Regions from separate parts of the Oryza sativa genome. Here region 2 is linked to region 1. Evidence: chromatin contacts called from public HiCAR-type data. All regions are on one chromosome and are shown on one strand. Each heading gives the region's core, a stretch centred on a gene start, on an enhancer-like site or on the middle of the called end of the contact. The rest is flanking DNA. Distances are from core to core; before and after follow the strand shown.

Region 1 (2,892 bases), core at 118-2,617:
AAGCTCAAGGGTAGATGGTTCTCGGGATGATGATGTCGCCGATGTTGTTGTGCCACGGGTCCGAGAGGTGGCTGGCCAGGTTCTCCAGTGGGCCGGTGCCCGGGTACGCCGACTGTTGGACGCAGAAACCCACAAAAGCCAGCATGGCCAATCGCCCTACAAACCGATCGATAATATATACGCATATGTTATCGTCTCCGTTTCTAAATATTTGACAACCGTTATCGTTATTAAAAAAAAAAAGAAAAGTTGGGTGCATTGCATACCGTTCTTGATCTCCTTGAGCTTGTACTCCTCGAACTTGACGGGGTCCTTGGAGAAGCCGAGGGGGTCGAAGGCGCCGCCGGGGTACTTCTTCTTCTCGGGGTCCTTCTCCATGGTGCGCTGGTGCTCGGCGAAGGCGATGGCGACGAACTCGATGACCAGGATCGTCGGCAGCGTGCCCCATGGCACCGGGTTGCCGAGGTACGTGGCCTGGCCGCCGGGCTCCGCCGCCCACTCCTGCGCCTGCACCCAGTTGCCCAGCCCCAGCGCCTCCGGCACCAACACCCCAGGCTGCACAAGCGTGATTCAGTTCAGTTCAGTTCGTCCATGGCGGCGCAGGCCATGCCATGCGGAGATCAGAATCAAGAACCATACCACAGCGAGCATGGCCCACCGGCAGTGGTACACCTCCGACTCCTTGAACCGCTCGAAGTTCTCCGGCACGGTGGCGAGGCCCAGCGGGTCGAACCCGAAGTCACTGCACGCACGCATGGCAAATCCTAGCTTTGTCAGTCTCTCGCTCGCCACGGACGCACGCCGGCGAAGACGTGTCGTCGTCGTCGAACGCTTGTGCTTACCCGGGAGAGGAGCCGTCGAGGTGGGCGGGGCGTGGCTGGCCCGGCATCCACTCGGCGGACATGGTGACGCGCCCGGAGGTGGTGGCGTAGGCGCAGACCGGCAGGCGGCTCCTGTTCGACGACGGCGCCAGCAGGCTCGGCACGCCCACCGCGCTGCAGCTCCTCAGCCCGCTCGTCGCCATTGCCGCCGCCGCCGCTAGCTTCTCCTCCTCCTCCTCCTCCTCGAACACACCAGCAAGAAGACGAAGTAGGAAGAAGAGGTGGCCGGTGAGTGGACGCCGGAATCCGTGGCGGGATATTAAGGGGGGAGCACGACGCGAGCGGCCGGAGACGAGGCCGGGGATGGGGGATATCCGAATCCCGCCGCCGATTGGCTGCGATATCCGCGCGCGCCCACCCCCATTGGGCCACGTCGGATCGTGGCATCTTTTGCCCGTCCTACGTGGCACTCCCCTGCATTTGCCTTCTGCTCTGATTGTCTCGGGCTCTCAGCTGGGCCAAGCCATGCAATGCAGTCCACATATCCATGGGACCATGTCTTCTTACTCCTTCACTAGGGAAAATCTGACATGTAACTTGTATAAATCCACACCAAGTGTCCAATTCCAGATGATGGTTTTGATCCAAAGGAAGATTTTTTTTTTCCCTTATCCTCTTGAATTGTGCATGAAAGGAAGATTTTTTTTATCCAACTAGTATTTACAGAATTGTGAAAAAGAGCATTGTTTTTTCAAAAGGTTGGGTTGGGCACAATTCATGCTATTAAAATGAGATTTTTAACTTGTTTTATTTTTTGCTACTGTACATGTAACCACAGTGGGTACTTCCTTTGATGCAAAGGATGATTTTTTTTTATCCAACTACTAGGCAACTAGTACGATGTTCGCCACAATTAAAAGGTTTTACTGACTTACTCCGTATCTAAAAGAGCACTGTCTTTTACTGAAAGGTTTGAGTTTGATACAATAGATGCCATTCAGATGAGATTTTTAACAAAAAAAAAAATTAAAGGACGATTTGGCTTATCTTATTGTTTGCTACTCACTCCGTCACATAATACTTGTCATTTTAGGTTGATTAGTATAAATTAAGGTTTCAAAAAAAATACTATATAGGTGCGTTACCAAATTTTGCTAGACCTCACATGCCGCATAGATCAAGAACAATATTGGCTACATGCTTTACAGTGAAAGTCACTTATAGTGGGTCCCACTAATATCACCTTCACTTTTCATGTATCTCTCTCCTCTCTTCCTTTCCCTGTCGGCAGAGAAAGCCAAGGCGCCGGAGGATAAAGCGAGGCAAGGTCAGCGACGACCGTCGGGTGGAGCGGCGAGGTCGGCGGTGCTCCTCCTCTCTACATTTTCCCTGGCAGAGGAAGCGAGGTGGCTCGTTCGGTGACGGCGTCGAGCAGAGCAGCGACAGCGCGGCCCATGCGACACCGGTGCTGGGTAGGGCTCCACCTCTCCTCCCCCTCTGACCAGTGGGTGACAGCGCGATGGGAGCTCAGCGGCACGCGAACGGGAGGCGGCGGGGTTGATATGGTGGCGAGGGCACCACCATCGGGGTAGGGGTCTTCCCGCTTCACCGCATCCGTACCCAATCGCCGGCACACCAAACTGTCGCGGCACGTGGACCACGCCGACTCGTCTACCTCGTCCACGGTTGTGGCTGGCATCGGCCTCGAGCTTTGGATCCGGTGACGTAGGGGCCGCGAGCTCAGCGAAAACTCCTCGGCGACGAGCCCGGCGATGGCGCAGTGTGGAGCTAGGGGGCGACGACCTGCTTGGCTCCCTTCCTCCCTTCCTGGTTGACGGAGGATGACGGTCTCCCTCCCTGGCCGCCGAGACGAGCCGAGCTCTCTTTCCACCCTCTCCCTTCCCTGGCGACGAGTGTGGGTCGACCTGACGATGCTGATATTTTTTTTATGAACAGTGTGTCTCAGTTTGGTCACGCGTTCTTGGTTTGGTCACAGGAAACACAGTTGGCTAGGAATATCCTACGTGTAAGCTTGAGGCAGAATGACACGTAAGCATATTGTTAAAGCCCT
Region 2 (2,892 bases), core at 178-2,677, 200 kb before region 1:
TGAAAGGTAAATAGTTAGTTAAGGTTCCAATCATTCAAATGCTGGAAAGTACATTTACTTCTATTTTAAACTATTAAGGGGTAAAAAAAAACAGATATACGCTCTTACTCTGATCTCAAATGCCATGATCTCTGCAGATCCCACGGTGTCGGGAACCTTCAATACGAATATATATATAAAAAAGAAAAGATCAGTAAGGAAATGTTTGATCTGCTAGCCTTAGTTTTCATATTATTAAATTTTAGAAAATACAAGTAAGATTATAAAATTATAAGTTTGCTACAATATTTATGTCTGAACATAGTATAAAGTGGTAAACATAGTAAAGAAGTTCTTACTGTTTCATCGACGATCGTAATCTCCGGAAACTCCATATTATATTGTTTAGCAACCTTTTAGCACAAATGACCAGAACTTGCTAAAAAAATGATAAGGAGAAAAATTAAGCAAGGGAATATTTCAAACAATCCTGCTTTTTATACAATCAAGAAACAAAAATAATGAAAATGAAACATTGCAATTCAATACATATTTTCTTAGAATCTTATTATTGATTTTCTCCATGTTTCAGCCGGCAGAAAAAAATGGGTCGTCAGAACATTGCTCTGTCCAATATAATGTAAAAGAAAAATAAAGCCATCTGGGATCACAGAAGATCCCTACAGCTATATAGAATTTACTCAAACAAAAATTAATTGAAAATGCCAAGAAATATTTCTATAGAGGGTGAGGAAAAATGATATTTTTCAATGGTTACTCAGGTACCCTGTAAACAACATGATATATAGAGATGTTAGGTTGTTTTCTGAAGGAAACTACATCATACTGTATGGACTACTCATGCTCCTATATGAAAAAATATATTTTTTTTATATATGTCCTCGAATTTTTTACAGCTGAGTGGGGGAATAAATCCTCCATCCAATTATTTGTTCTATTTGAAAACCAATTTGGAGAGGAGGGCCAGGACAGGATGGTTCCACTTTCAAATGCTTAAAATTTTCAGTTTTAACCCTTATCAGGAGTTTCTTACGGCCGGCGAGGTATGAACATGACACCTGGATGTAACTAAAAATTAGCAAACAACATATATTGCAGGTAGCTGATGATTGTGCTTTACTTAACACCAGATAATTTAAATTAGTGGTCAGTCTCACATATAAGCAGAAAAGATTGGGCAGAGAACAGAAACTAATACACATTCAGAATTTCAGATCTCGTCACACCTGAACATATACATGAATACAGGATAATAACTAAAATGAGCAGAGATAATTAAGCCAACATATATGAATATACCTGCTTAAGTAGTCAGCTCAGCTCGCTGCTAGATCTCCTAGTCCAAAAGAGCTAAGCTAGCTGCGAGGAATAAATTAACACTTCACTCCTACTCGAAGCTAAAGGTGAGCAGAGCTGCTTAATTAATTAGTCGCCGATCTGCCGATTATTTAACCTGAAGGGGAGAGCAGTCGAAGCCAAAATTTCTGCAACAAACATTTGCAAAAAGAACAAAACAAAAAGAGAAATGCAGCAAAGCTGACAAGCTAAGGCGACCGAAGAGCTAGCGAAAGTTAATTTCTGCTGATGTGGAAGGGAGAGAGATACAGATGACACGTCAAGATTCATTGGCATCGAGCGAAACAAACCGGGACGCTTTGCTTGTGCTTCCAGAGAGAATTAAGCTTAACTTATCAGCCATAGCTCGTGACAGATCCGATTCAGAAGCAAACGGCAAAAAGATCGAGCTGACGAGTAGTCTACTGTTCGATCCATTCATCGCATGATCGCTCGCCGAAACGTTTAATTGTTCATGTGTTAAAGCTGATGTGTGCACTTGTTCTGTTTAGGTTGCTTGTTCTTAAGATGACTGTGCTTCTTTCATACGCTAGCTAGCTCCTAGCTTTCTTGTGCTCTTGTTCTTTATAAGATGGAGTTTTGTTGTGCTGTTGTTGGAACTTGGAACGTACTAGTCTGTAAAAGAAAAAAAAAAGTACTATGAACCTGTACACATGTGTGTCTAGGTTTATAGTTAGATTAGACATTTTTTTAGATAGAGGAGGTAGCTGACTAGGTAGAGCTAGCTAGCTAGCTTTTCCGCGGAATGAACACGTAATTTGCAGCTGGCCTCAAGCCGCGAGGAGATAAAAGCCGCTGCAATTAATCGATCGTCTTGCTGTGCTATGAACTTCGTTTGTGCTTATATACTTTTTTTTTTTTTGTATATTCTGTTTGAGGTTTAATTATGCTCTTTATTCTTGGATATATATCAGTCAATGCTGTGATCTGACTAAGAAAGTTTTTTTTTTAAAAAAGGAGGAGCTTTTTATTCTTCAATCCTTAAAGCGCATATATATATATATACACACACCTCTACGGGTGAAACCCAATGGGCTGAGGGAAGCGCACAGACACTAAGGTCCAAATCAAATTTTAGTGCTTACAATTAGGCCTTCACTATAAGACAGCCCATAAGCCCAACTTGGTGTACCCGTTAGATCACGTACATCTCGCTCGTGGAAACAAACTTGCACGGCCGAGAAAATGGTTGGTAGGCCCAAACGCTCATCAACAGCTCGAGAGCAATCTCATAAAGGAAAAAGTACACTGAAGGTCCCTCAACTTGTCATCGAGTTACAAAATGTCCCCCAACTACAAAACCAGATATCCGGCGTCCCTCAAGTAATCAAAACCGATCACAATAGGTCCTTCGGTGGTTTTAGCCCCGGTTTTATCCTACATGGCGGCTGAGTCAGCGTGGGACCCACGTGGACCCCACATGTAGGATGCCACGTCAATCTCTATCCTTTACTCATCTGTCTCTCTCTCGTCCTCTCCTCATCTGATGCCGCGAGGAGGGCGGCGCCGTGACGGCGGCAGGCGGCGGCGGTGGCA

What was found. HiCAR-type assays count read pairs that join an accessible place to other places.
Region 2: a contact with region 1 is called in a HiCAR-type map of leaf, with 2.5 times the contacts expected there. The contact joins the promoter of LOC136357065 here to the promoter of LOC4340892 in region 1. A contact is called at or near these places in 1 of 15 Hi-C or Micro-C datasets (leaf) and 1 of 4 datasets of contacts at active chromatin or transcription factors (leaf).

Annotation. Positions count from the first base shown.
Region 1 is chr6:12,635,368-12,638,259 of ASM3414082v1, reverse strand. LOC4340892 (chlorophyll a-b binding protein 1B-21, chloroplastic) reads right to left here and starts at 1,367. Exons shown (of 4, transcript XM_015788844.3): 1 at 843-1,367; 2 at 640-742; 3 at 267-555; 4 at 1-156. The coding sequence starts at 1,024. The coding sequence ends at 5.
Region 2 is chr6:12,837,005-12,839,896 of ASM3414082v1, reverse strand. LOC136357065 (protein NRT1/ PTR FAMILY 7.1-like) reads right to left here and starts at 1,427. Exons shown (of 5, transcript XM_066311804.1): 1 at 1,300-1,427; 2 at 339-418; 3 at 109-156. LOC4340900 reads left to right here and starts at 1,406. Exons shown (of 1, transcript XM_015786532.3): 1 at 1,406-2,892.